Regions from separate parts of the Mus musculus genome. Here regions 2 and 3 are each linked to region 1. The links are chromatin contacts, called in public HiChIP or PLAC-seq and Micro-C maps. All regions are on one chromosome and are shown on one strand. The core of a region is the stretch at or near the end of the contact, and the rest is flanking DNA. Distances in the headings are between cores, read along the strand shown. Region 1 holds the start of Telo2 (telomere maintenance 2). Region 2 holds the start of Hs3st6 (heparan sulfate (glucosamine) 3-O-sulfotransferase 6). Region 3 holds the start of Lmf1 (lipase maturation factor 1).

Region 1 (4,328 bases), core at 392-2,891:
GCCAGTGCTCTTAAGCACTGAACCATCTCTCCACCCCCACACCCCAGCAGTTTATAAAACCCCAGCTTCTCACAGCCACAGATCCTTCCAAGGACTGCCATTCAACCGGATGTGGGACCTGGGTACACAGGGATCCATAGCAGCAATGTGGTAGATAAACATTTAAAACCTGACATGTTAGCCGGGCGGTGGTGGCACACGCCTTTAATCCCAGCACTTGGGAGGCAGAGCCAGGTGGATTTCTGAGTTCGAGACCAGCCTGGTCTACAGAGTGAGTTCCAGGACAGCCAGGGCTACACAGAGAAACCTGTCTCGAAAAACAAAAACAAACAAACAAACAAACAAAAAAACCCTGAAATGTCCTGATGATCCTGAAAGTGCCACAGAATAAAGAATGGGCCCAGTAGAAGACAACAAGTGACCTTTAGGGCATCAGCTAGGGACAGTGGAGACTCTCTGAGTGCTGATCTGCAAGGAACCCTATTCTTCCTCCCAGCCTTCAACAAGAAGGAGTGAGGCCAGGCTAAGATGCAGGGTCCTTCCCCTTACAGTTTTAAGGTGTTGGGAACCTTCTCAGAACTTGGGCGCCCTGTTGCTCACTAACTGCTCACCCAGCAGTGCTCTCAATGGCTTCCATCAGCACCAGGAAGGCTTGGTCTGGAGGGCCATCCAGGAAGAAGCTCTCCCAAAGCCGCTCCAGCTGGCCACCGGGGGACAGCTCCAGCCAACCTGGGCTCAGCTTGCTGACCAGACATCTAAGGACGGCTGAGAAGTGGACAGTGGCAAACTCCTCCTTCTCCTCAGGAAGAACTGGATCCTCGGTTCCACCGAGGTATCGTTTCAGAGTCCCCAGGGTAGAAAGGATATGGCCAGCATCCTCTGAGGATGAAAGGATGTGAATGGCTTCCTGGACGGTGAGCCGGACAGCAGACAGGGCTGGGTCCATCCTGCAGAACAGGGCTGAGGGTCCGAGAAAAGCATGTTAGAGTGTCAAGAATTCTTCCCATGGCACCCACGATGTTAAGGGAGGAAACAGTTGGGCCGGTTCCAAATCTCAGGCCCCACCCCCCTACACACACGCACTTACTTCTGCGCTTCCAGGCGCTTCACTCACAATCTCACTCACGCTCTCCCGTCCTTCTTCCGGGTTTCCCGCCTGCCCGATGATCTGACAGAGCTTCAGTCCCGGACTGCACCGGTGCACTGTGGCTGTCTCCTCTGTCAAACCCACTGATAGTTGGATGAGTGAGTGGCTTGCCAGGGTGCAATAACTAAAACTCCTCCTCCGTCTGCAGCTCCAGGTTAGCACCCAGCCCCCTAAACACGAGGCCTTCGGCTCGTATGGGAACTGGCCATGCTGCAAGGCAGGACACTGCAGCCCCGACTGGACCAACCACTCCTACAGGGTTCCTCTGGCCAGCATGCTTCAGAGCCGAGGCCACATGCTCCCTCTTGCGCGCCGCTGATTCGCCACGGCACCAGGACCACGCGCCAGATTCAGTGTCAGCTGAGGGCAGCTGTGAATTCGAGTCGCAGAGCTCACGTGAAACCTGCACGGATATTTAGAATTTCTGGGGCTGATACAAACGCGTGGCTAGGGACGAATCAGCGGCGCGCCAACGCGCTGATGACCGCAGCATCTGCGCCTGCGCAAGAGGAGGAAGAGGCGTGGCCTAAGAGCCTACGGTGGGCAAGGCCTGAGGGCAGGACTCCGGTAGGCGTGTCCGCTCTATTGGTCCCCTGGTGACTGCTGTCTCTGTTTTCCTTAATTCTGGAGAGACTTTCCCCAGCACATTACCCCACTATGCTGCCTTGGGTCGGATGACTTTCCACTCTAGAGCACTAATCAACTCTCTAGGCGCCCTGAGGGAAACAGAATAAGGAAGCCAGGAACAGCGGATATGGCCAAGTTGTAATGCGGATGCGCTGATGTATTTGGTGGTACACAAGGGTGCACGTTTACTGCGAACACGCAAACTGCGTCTAAACTGCCCTAAATGAAACACCACTAGCTGAGTAAACACCCAGGGATCCTGACTGTCGTCTGAACTTAGCAGTGTGAAACATTCCATCATGGCAGAACTTTTCTTGACCATCCTGATCTGGAAGATACATTGAGGGAGCAACATTTCAGCGGAACTGGGTGTGGGTGGAAATCTGAGCAAGCTGTATTCATTCAACATCATCAAGCAAAATTACCCTTCCTGAGCAGGAAATGAGCCCACTCAAGGCTTAGCAGTTAGCAGAGCATACCAGGGGCCAGAGCGATTATCTTAGAGGTTAAATTACGTGTGGCTCTTGCCAAGGTCCCAAGTTCAGTTCCCAGCATCCATGGAAGTGTTACCGATCAGCCAGCCAGGATCTCTACACAAATAAAAACTGGGGTTAGTCAAAGAGAAGGTCTTCAAATGGTAGCTTTCTTTTTTTTTTTTTTTTCTCCATGTTTGGCCTCAGTGAGAGATGGCAGATGACTCCCCTAGTATTAGGGGACTGGAGGCATTGGGACCCTTAGCCCTAAAAGTATTCTAGCTCTTACGTAGGTCAGGAATCCTTGGCTCTTTCCTGTGGCTGGTGCAGCTTCCACTAAGCAGATTTGGTGATTGTAGGGACTCTTCAGCCCTACAGCTTTACAATTTTTGTGTAGACCTTCGCTCTTAATGACAGCCAGTGTTAAAATTCTTGGCCTAGGGTTGAGACCTCTTGGCTCTCTGGAACTCATCTGGCATCCAAGGCTATGCCATCTCTTCTCTGGTTTAGTCAATTATCCTCATTCAGTCTCAGTTTCTGCACTCCCCTGATGCCTTGGCTACTGCTTCCTCAGCTATGACAAAACTGACTGTCCTGTCCCTTTTGTAGCTTGGCCTGCCAATTGCTCAGCTGTCTCTGCCACCTCTTTTTTTTTCATGATAACAGCTTAGCCCACATTACTGAGAGTAGGCAAGCAAACCCTGGAGAGGAGCCTTTTACTGTACCTAAAGCTGCAACAAAAGGGAGGAGATGAGGAAAGTCTCTCCCAGAGGGAGTCAAAGCGGCTGCCTTCAAATCCTGAAAAGGGGCACTTCCTCTGCTAACAGTCTTTGCACCAGCCTCTGTAGTTCCTCAGCTAGGCCACCAGAGGACGTGTTCTTCTCAACCTGGTCGAAATGGTTGCAAAAAGCCTTGGGGCTGTATCTTCCAGACCTGAAGCAATTTGCAACCTTGTAGTTTTCTCAAGGCCCTCAGAGTTTCCTGGATAGTCAGAGCTGGCATTAGGGCAGGCCAGGAGTTGTTGACTGGCAATTCTTTTGCTAAAGCCATCCAGAATGGAAAACCTAGCAGTTGCTAGTTAAGAGCTCGTGTCACCTCAGCACCCAATATTTTTGCTTATTTTTCTGGAAATGAATACCAGAGTGCTTACAATAATAAATGTTAACAGTGCTTAGCCCCTGGCCAGTGTTCAGGCGGAGATGGGTGTCCTTATTTGTTTTAGAACAAAGGGGTGTTAGGAGGATCCAGTCTTCACTTAAAAGTAAAGGTACAGGGCTGGTGAGATGGCTCAGCGGTTAAGAGCACTGACTGTTCTTCCAAAGGTCCTGAGTTCAAATCCCAGCAACCACATGGTGGCTCACAGCCATCTGTAATGAGATCTGGTGCCGTCTTCTGGGGTGTCTGAAGACAGCTACAGTGTACTTACATATATTACATTATTTATTAATAAACAAGTTTTTTTTTAAAGTAAAGGTGCTCCGCTGGCAAGCTTGATCCCCTAAGTTCAGTCTTCAGGGCTCACTTGGTGGAAAAAGAGAACCAACTCCTCAAAGTTGTCCTCTGCCCTTCACAAGCACACACACTCATTGCTCCCACAACCACACACAAACAAGAAATGAATGTAATGGTAATTGTTCTTCAAAAAGACTAGACCTGGGAGCTGGGGAGAAGGTTTACTAGGCAAAGTGTTTGATGTACAAACATGAAGATCTGAGTTCAAATCCCCAGAACCCAATATCAAAGCCAAGTGAAGAGGCATGCATCTGTGTTGCCAAGGAGATGTAAACAAAGTCTACCCCCCTCCTTTTACAGTACTGATGATAAATAAGCTGAAGTACATTTCCACCAAAGTTGACTCTGAGGAATCAGTGAGTTTATTAGGCTTACTGACAGAGCAATGGGTGAGGGGGTATAGGCAGTAGCAGAGGTGACCTTAAAGCAGTCACACTGGAAGGTCTGCCCCCCAACAGACCCCCATGACTGTGTAGATAGAACCCTTCCCTAATTTTTTCATATCTCTATACTCTGTCCCTTCTCTGAGTCCCCCATGGCTACAATGAACTAGGGCAGACTTGCATATA
Region 2 (4,354 bases), core at 417-2,916, 360 kb before region 1:
GGGGGATCTCCAGATTTGTACCCCTTCCCGCCAAGAGAGCCAGAGGGAAGATGGAGAAAGAGAGTCAGCTTCCAAACTCTCAGCTGCTCCGGGCCAGTGTCTCCTGGAGAGTCTTCTGCCCTGTGGAAAGGCATCCTGCAGAGGAAATCACCAGCAGGAGGTAGGAACTTAGCCAGCACTGAGGAGATGGGGGGATTACCAGGGACTAAGTCTCAAGTGGTGACAACTCAGACTGTGAAGGTGTAATCGGGCAGTATGGGACCTCCCTGGGAGTGCTCAGAGGAGAACCAGCTTGTCTTCAACAAATCCCATTTACAGCTAGATCCGAAGAAGAACTTCCTAGGTCCCTACATGTACTAACATGCTTCCCAGACAGTGCTGGACTAAAAACCCGCCCACAGGGCTGCTGGCACCAGCTTGCCCTGACAAGCAAATGTAGCTCTGGTGTCTGGGACTAGTTTTGGGTGGTGCATGTCCCCCTTGTACCTAGCTGCCCTCAGGGTGGGAACTAAATGTCTGTGGGTCATTGGAGTTTTCTGTCCCTCAGAGGCAGCCTGCAGTGTGAGACTTGTTCAGATGCCATGAGACCCACGGACTGCTGATTAATAAACAGAGCCGAGGGCAGAGGCTGAGTAAGGGTACTGGGGCAGGGACTAGACTGGGCAGCCAGGAAAGTCGGACAGAGGCAGAAAGAAGAGGCGCCGTTACCTTTTCCCTGGTCAGGGCAACTTATTCGGCATCCTGGATGGAGTCTTTCCTCCTCTGCATTCCTAGTAAGCAGCTTTGTAGACTCGGTGAGCCAGGAACAGGACATGGAGGCGCGGGGGTGGGGTGGGGGTGGGTGGGTGGGGTGGGGGTGGGTGGGTGGGTGAGAAGTTTCTGCAGTGTCTGGTAGGTTTCACACATGTGAGGGCCCCGGGAATCTCACTATGCTCAGAGGAAGCTCCACAGACAGAACCCAGATGCCTCCCCTGCCTCCTAGTACAGGCCTTTTCACTCCTGGGGGGCGAGGGGGCGTGTCACCGCTTTGCAATTTCCCGAAGGGATCACTGACATCTTGGGGAGGCCAGCTCTATTTGATACAAGGACTTTAAAATGGTGGCCCGACTATCGGACAAGCTCTCTCCACAGGGCAGGGCTCCCACCCTAATGAATGGCTAGGTGGACTGTTGGCAAGTAATGCAACAAGCATTCCTGTCACAGGCTCAAAGATGCATGGGGACCCTTTCCGCGCCGGATGTATGCCTGGCTCCATCCTTCCTGCACAGGCGATTCCTGGACACGGTGTCCTCCGGTGATGAGGCCCTGGCTCCGGGAAACAGGGGCTGAGGCCGCACACCTGTCGCCCTGGTCCAAAGGGGCAGAGATAGACTTTTAAAGGACAGAACGGGGATTCCCACTCGCCCAGTCTTGTGTCCCTCCGCGCCACGCATTCCCGTAGTGTAAGAGCGAAGACTTTGGAGCCAAGCGAACCGGAGACCAGCTCAGGAGGAGTGTTGGGGTAGCTGGGATAGCTCCTGGTCGCTCTGGAAGTTAGCTGGAGTCGCTAGTCCCAGGCGAGGGCTGGGGAGGGGCGTCTCGGCCCCGCCCCGCCCCGCCCCGCCCCGCCCCGCCCCGCCCCGCCCCTCTCCGGCTCCAGGGTTGCGAGGCTGCGGAGCTCAACCCAGAAGCCGGGCGCCCTGGGGTTGAGCGGGCGACGCACTATAGCCGGGATGCGCACCTGTCTGCGGTTCCCGCTCCCGAGCCTGAGCGCGAAGCGACCCCATGGCAGGTAGCGGTGGCCTGGGCGGCGGGGCCGGTGACCTCCAGGGTGCGGGGACGGGCCAGGGGACTGCACTGCGTGCTCTCCGTGCTCCGCTGGCGCTCGTAGTTCTGTTGCTAAGCGCCTACTGCCTCTTCGCCCTCCCCGGCCGCTGTCCACCTGCCGCCCGCGCCCCTGCTCCGGTTCCTGCACCCGCCGAGCCGCCCCACACCTCCCTCCGTCTGAGAGCACCCGGCCTGCCGGTGGCCAGCGGCCCGGGGCGCCGGCGCTTTCCTCAGGCGCTCATTGTGGGTGTGAAGAAAGGCGGCACGCGCGCATTGCTGGAGTTCCTGCGGTTGCACCCCGACGTCCGTGCACTTGGCTCTGAACCCCACTTCTTCGACAGGTGCTATGATCGCGGCCTCGCCTGGTACCGGTGAGCGTCCCTGCTGGTCCGCGCCTCGTCGGTGTGTGCCTTGGACTGTGCTTTCTTAGAACCCAGGATGAGTAGGGTAGAATCCTGGGCACTGGGTCTAAAACAAGCCTGTTAGGGAAATAGCCTTGATTTCCTGGGCACAGCGACCCTCGAAGGAGAGGCCATCTATAGCCAAGGGTCGCAGGAATTAGAAAATCTCAGAGAAAACTCTGTTCTCCTGTTGGGTGGCCAAGGGACTCAGCGAGGCATGATCCTATCTTGAAAGTAGTTTCAAGCGAGTGAGATAACTGGGCAGGTAGACTTTCCTTTTTAGAGGGTCAGGGAATTGAACCTGAAGCCTCAAATGTACTAAACGAGTATTCTACCACTAAGCTACTAATATATATCCATATATTATTATGGTTTATATCAATATAATCCCGGTGGAGCTACTTGGCAGCCTTAGAGATACTTGGAGCTCAGTCACTTTATCATCCCTTCGTGTCTGTCCATTCCCTGCTATAACTCTGGGTAAGTACTGGTAATTATCTGACCACTAGTCAAGTATATTTTGGAAGGGCCTCCAGGTTTCCAGAAGTGTTCTAGAAAGTGCCTTTCCACCCCTAAGAATCTCTCCCTCACCCTGCATCAGGGAGCCCTCTATAGCTGCTGGAGTCTGAAGAAAGTTAGGTCTGGGCTTTGAGGAGGGAGACTCTGCTCTTTGGTTTAGCCCAAGGGTGGGGACTGGAATACACCCTTCTGTAGCTGTCCTTTCTACATACAGGAGGACTTGGGATGCAGCAGTGGAATGTGGGGAGCACTACCCCAGGTACAGCAGTATGTCCTGGTGGATGGTCAGATTCTGGTTCCTCCCTTCTGGTGTGACTACCCACAGGCTCCGCCCACCGCCTCCTGCAGGCATCGAGGGCCCCCTGCTCCTTCATGTAGGGAAATGGGGCTATATTGGCTTGCCTCTTCTGCAAGCCCGAGCTGAGCCATGATAACCTGGAGAGTCAGTGCGGGTGGCACACTGACTGTTTCCCGGGTTCTTCTGTACTCCCGTTTGCTAACTCTGCCTTTTGCACTAAGACCGGTCTTAACGGGTTTGGGAGAGAACAAGCTCGAGACCTCTAAGGGTCAGTACTACCCGAGGAGAGGTTCTCGGGAACACTGATGTTCTCAGCATGGGAGGAGGGAGCGTTCAGGACACAGCACAGCTTCAGGATCCATGTGGAAGTGTGCAGAGGATGCTGGGGAAGGGAGGGACCCGAGGCCCCACCCTACTCAGGGTTATCCTCTGTGGTTTGCTGCTCTGGATTTGCTCAGAAGTGTGGAGTAAGCTAAGTGGCCTGTCTGGGATTCGGGACTGTATAGCCTAGTGTCTTCTTCACTTGGCTATAGCTCTCTGGTGGCAGCTTCTCAGGTAATGTCCCTTCAACCCATCACATGCATGCACTGAGCCTCTGAAAGTTACCACCTGATACCATGGTGGTATCTCCAGTCACAGGACCTGGGCTGAGGGAGGGAGGTGGGAGAGGAGCAGCCACTGGGGAGGTACTGCTCATCTTGGGCTGTGATCTGCCTCATTCAGGCAGTGACCCGTGTATCTGCTGGACTCAGCAGAGGGGCCCTGGGTTGCTTTTTGCACAACTATTATCTTCTCTGCTTCTCCATTACATTATTTCTTTGGCTTTGTTGCTGCTACTTTTGGGACAGGGTCTCTTGTAGCACATGTTAGCCTCAGATTCTCAGTGTGGCCATGGATGGTTAAACTTCTCATCCCCTTAGCTACACCTCATCAGTGCAGGGGATTACAGATATCTTCATTATAGGTACCACTATGTCTGTCTGTCTGTCTGTCTGTCTGTCTCTCTTTGTGTGTGTGTGTGTGTGTGGAGAGAGAGAGAGAGAGAGAGAGAGAGAGAGAGAGAGAGAGAGAGAGAGAGAGAGAGAATGAATATGCTGACAAGAACATGTAGGTCAGAGGCTAACTCTTAGGAATCTCCTCTCTTCCCCCTGTGAGATCTGGAGATTGAATGCAGTCAACAGATTTGCACAGCAAAGGCTTTTACTTGCTGAGTCATGCCACCCACCCAAAGGGATTTGGTTTTTGAGGCAGGGTCCCAGTTCTGCATTTGTGGCTCGCCTGGAACTTGCAGTGTAGATCATGCCAGCCTCAAACTCAAAAAGAGATGGAG
Region 3 (4,134 bases), core at 664-3,163, 460 kb after region 1:
TCCAGATGGCATCCCAGAAAGGCAGGCCAGGGGCAAGAACCTCCAGCCACTGAGGACCCAAATTTCCTGCAGACCCCTTCTGCTGTCCTCGCCCACCGTGGGCAAATCCAAGAGGGACGCTAGAGCTGAGTCCCAGCCCCAGCTGGGCGCTGGATGCTGGAACAAGAGGTCCACTTTATGCTCTTCACAATGCCCCATTGTGCCCTTCTGCAGGGAGGACAATGTTACCACTGCAAGGGGAAGCTGAGGACAAAGGGCTCTTTGTGAGGATGGTCCCCACCTGAGCCACAGCACCCAGGGTCACACCTGATGGCAGAGCGGTCCTTCCTCTCCTTCTATTCCCTGCATAGCTCTGGCTTCCAGAAATAATTTGAGGAAGTTGTGCCGACTAAAGCTGCCCCCCCCAAAGGTCTCTGCTGGCCCATCCCATGCCTGGCATATGCCAGTGAGGAGAGGCAGGGCTAAGGGTTCCTACTGAAAGATCTGGATGCAGGATACACAGTTCCTTCAGTCTCTAAATTCTTGAGACCTTGGGCAGATGCTGGCCTGTAGGAAGCCTGGCAGGTGGGAAGTATTTGTATTACCTATCACAACATCTGTAATGGGGCATACTCTCAGCTGGGCTCCCAAGGGAGTGCTTCTGAAGAAAAAGAAAAGGAAACTTAAAAAAAAAATACCCAAAGCACGTTGTAGGCTGTATTTCTATGCTAGCACTCTAGTATCAGGAAGCCTGGAGGCCGGGAAGAGTCCCAGCAACAGCACACCAGTCCTTACCCACAAAAGGCTCACTGCTGGTGTAGAGGTATAAATATTAATGGGTTGTTTAACCATGCAAGCATTGGTCATTTATATGTCAAAGCAGCAATCACAAAAAGGAGATGCTAAGGATAAGTTGCAAAAAAAAAAAAAAAAAAAAACCAACCAGTGATAATTCAGAAAGGCACAAGATCTTTAATACATAGAAAGCTCTGAAAGATGGATGGAAAAAAACCCTTGTTCCAGAGAGCCCTGTAGTTGGCATTATAACCACTCTGGCTGTTGATGCCATGTTTAACCATGCAGCATTGGTAACTTATATGTCAAAGCAGCAATCACAAAAAGGAGATGCTAAGGATAAGTTGTTAAAAAACAAACAAACAAACAAACAAACAACAACCAGTGACCCTCCTTTTCTCTGCTGCAGAACGCCTTTCTAGTATCATTTGTGGGCAGTGCTGGAGTGGCACCTAACACGAAAAAGCAGAATTGCTATCAGGCAAGTGGCATGTAATACCAGCATCGAGGGAGGCAGCTCATGAGGACAATTTCTTTGCTGTCATTCTGGGCTTTATAGCTCAAGGCCAGTCTGAGCTATTAAATATAAAGTCAAATATAAAAGCAGCATTTAAGGTGTGTCTCCTTGGGATTCTGCGCATGCTACTGGTGGGTAAATCTGAGTCCTTGATGGTCCAGTGGCCCCATAAATAGCTTGAACACGGTCCTAGATCTTCATAGAGGTGCCACCTGTATACTGAGGTCTCTGGGGACCACAGACAAGGAGATTTAGGAAGAAGAGAAAGCAGGAGGTTCCAGGGCAAATTTCAGGTTTCTTCCTGTCAGTTGTCCTATAGTATAATCTGCGCCTTCCTGGGCAGCGGGCAGCAGAGGAATACAGGATGAAAACCCTGCTCTGCCACGGCCACAGGCCTGGCCTTCCCTGCACATTCGCACCCAGGACACGGCCTGCCGTCACTAGCTCCTTCCCCTGTCGCTTCACTCTCTGCAAATACTGAAGCCACCACGGAGACGCCCACCGCTAGGAGAGACCGCCCAGAGAGGGCGTGGCGCGTGGGCCTTGGCTGCAAGAGGTCCGCGTGTCATCCAGGGGAGCTTGTGTGGCTTTCGGGCTTGTGGGCGTGGCCTCCGCGCGCACCGCCCTTTGTGCTCATGCGCCCAGACAGCCTAGTAATGGCTGCGCCCGAGGGGTCGCTGAGAAAACGGAAGGTCGGGGGTGCGGAGCACAGTCCAGCGTCGCAACCTTCTCTGGCTAGAGATCCCGCAGATTCTCCAGCTCGGCTGCACACGGGCACCTTCTGGCTGACTAGAATCGTGCTCCTGCGGGCCCTCGCTTTCATTTACTGTGAGTGTCCGGTGGGAGCGGGCTGTTGCCGGCATCCTGTGACCTGGTCCCAAACCCTAATTGCTTCCGGACTCCCGTTTGTCCCTCTATAGGCTTCAAGGATCCTGCACTAAAACCATTCTGCCCTTCTGTGAGCTTCCGGACCCCGCCTTCTCACCTCCCACTCAGTGGCTGCTTAAACTTTATGTCAGGTCCCTCCTCGGCGTGTTCCTGGGACCCCACCCCAACCCCTGCCTCTCCACAGCCCCACTTAGCACGTGTAAGAGGCGAAGGCAGTCCCCATGCACTCCCTCTGCCTGCACCCTGGGAATGGCGAGACGATGCTAATTCTATTCCTGTTCCGAAGCCCTAGGGGAGATGACGGTCTTTAGCCTGCAACTTAGACCTAGCCTCGCCCCTTTTGCCTTCTCTCAGTGGGTCCCCCACTGGACCCAAAGGTTGTGCAACAGCTCCAACCTGACCTGCTTGGAAGGGCACCCGGCAGAGGGCCCAAGGATCTAGCCAGATTTCACTGGTAGGCAAGAAGTGAGGTTCAACCAGGTCAGCTCTGGAAGGACTCCAAGGTTCTGCTTAGGCTCTGCAGACCTTTACAGTCCACTGCAGCATCCCATACCTACCTGAGCCTAAAGAGTCTTAGCCTCCTTCACTTCAGGAAAAGCGGAATCAAAGGTACTGGCAGGCAGGCAGGCTGGTGTCCCCCATACACACCGCTTTTTGGTTTTGGTTTTTGTTGTTGTTGGTTTGGTTACTGTTTGTTTGTTTTTTAAAACAGGGTTGCTCTGCATAGTCCTGGCTGCCCTGGAACTTGTTCTGTAGACCAGGCTGGTCTTGAACTCCTCACAGAGATCTGCCTGCCTCTGCCTCCAGAGTGCTGGGATTAAAGGTGTGGACCACTACACTGGGCACTGATGTCCCCTCAGCTCCTGGCCTGTTATTGCTACCCACAGTAGTGGGCCAGGAGATGTCATATAGAACCAGTTCCAAACAACTCACTATAGTGACACCTGAACCCCCAGCTGAGGCTGAGCGCCTGTCTACTCACACTGGGCCTGCCCTGCCTGTGGCCATGAGACGGAGCTCAGGCTTAAAACCTGTGGACATCTGTCTGGTGGGAGTAACTGTGGGTTCCAAATCCTCACCCTAATTCCTAATACCTAGGGGGTGGCCCAGTGACTATGTGGACACTGGTGGCCATGGCCCAGCCTTTTAGTAAGGAAGGCAAAACTGAGTGCTAAGTAAGCCCCAGGGCCCAGGACATGCCAGGCTCGTGCATGGTGTACCTTCGGCATCTTTCAGAAGAGTCATCTTAGACTTTGGGCTGTGTCCATGTGGCTCTCATGTGGAGAGTCAGGCTCATGTGCATTTTTGTGTGACGGACTGGCTACTTCCGGGTGCATTGGAGAACTGGAGTTCTTAACCAAACGGTCCCGTGTGTTTGCCTGCCTGAGTTTCCACTTATTCTCTCTAAAGCGGGTGGAAAAAACTATCTAGGCTTGTGCTGTTTTATCCCATGCAATACTAAGGAATTCTGGGAACGTTGGTACTGACACACTCAGAGCAAGATGAAGGGAATCTACAGGAGGGATAGAATTGGAAGGTACAGTGGCACCTGGTGGCTTTGTGCTGAAGACACTTGGCAGATAGGCTCTTGGGCTCTCGGGTGGGCAATGTCACCTTTGGTCAGTATAGGATCTAGCATTTCAGCTTGACACAAAAGGCTGTGAGCTCAGGCCGGGTGTGGTGGTGCACGCCTTTAATCCCAGCACTCGGGAGGCAGAGGCAGGTGGATTTCTGAGTTCGAGGCCAACCTGGTCTACAGAGTGAATTCCAGGACAGCCAGGGCTATACAGAGAAACCCTGTCTTGTTTCAACAAAACAAAACAAAACAAAAAGGCTGTGAGCTCCTCACTCAGGCAGATATTTCCAGTGGCTGCTTAGTGTGTGTGGGCAATGTGTGTGTGCAATGTGCTTTGCTTCCTTATTGCTTCCTTATCCCATCTTCCTGTATCATGGTT

What was found. Hi-C and Micro-C count contacts between places; a contact is called where the count stands out from the background. HiChIP or PLAC-seq counts read pairs in DNA pulled down with a chosen protein or histone mark.
Region 2: a contact with region 1 is called in a Micro-C map of embryonic stem cells, with 2.2 times the contacts expected there. The contact joins the promoter of Hs3st6 here to the promoter of Telo2 in region 1. A contact is called at or near these places in 1 of 39 promoter capture datasets (pre-B cells), 3 of 484 Hi-C or Micro-C datasets (the C2C12 cell line, CD4 T cells and embryonic stem cells) and 2 of 115 datasets of contacts at active chromatin or transcription factors (embryonic stem cells and pancreatic cancer cells).
Region 3: a contact with region 1 is called in a FOXA1 HiChIP or PLAC-seq map of pancreatic cancer cells. The contact joins the promoter of Lmf1 here to the promoter of Telo2 in region 1. A contact is called at or near these places in 2 of 39 promoter capture datasets (hippocampal neurons and liver), 2 of 484 Hi-C or Micro-C datasets (CD4 T cells and Th1 cells), 2 of 115 datasets of contacts at active chromatin or transcription factors (embryonic stem cells and pancreatic cancer cells) and 1 of 9 other capture datasets (pancreatic islet).

What each region holds. Positions count from the first base shown.
Region 1 is chr17:25,114,326-25,118,653 of GRCm38.p6, forward strand. It overlaps Telo2 (telomere maintenance 2), which reads right to left and starts at 1,642. Exons shown (of 21, transcript NM_001163661.1): 1 at 1,088-1,642; 2 at 612-960. The coding sequence starts at 946.
Region 2 is chr17:24,751,322-24,755,675 of GRCm38.p6, forward strand. It overlaps Hs3st6 (heparan sulfate (glucosamine) 3-O-sulfotransferase 6), which reads left to right and starts at 1,667. Exons shown (of 2, transcript NM_001012402.2): 1 at 1,667-2,177. The coding sequence starts at 1,765.
Region 3 is chr17:25,577,261-25,581,394 of GRCm38.p6, forward strand. It overlaps Lmf1 (lipase maturation factor 1), which reads left to right and starts at 1,914. Exons shown (of 11, transcript NM_029624.4): 1 at 1,914-2,119. The coding sequence starts at 1,927.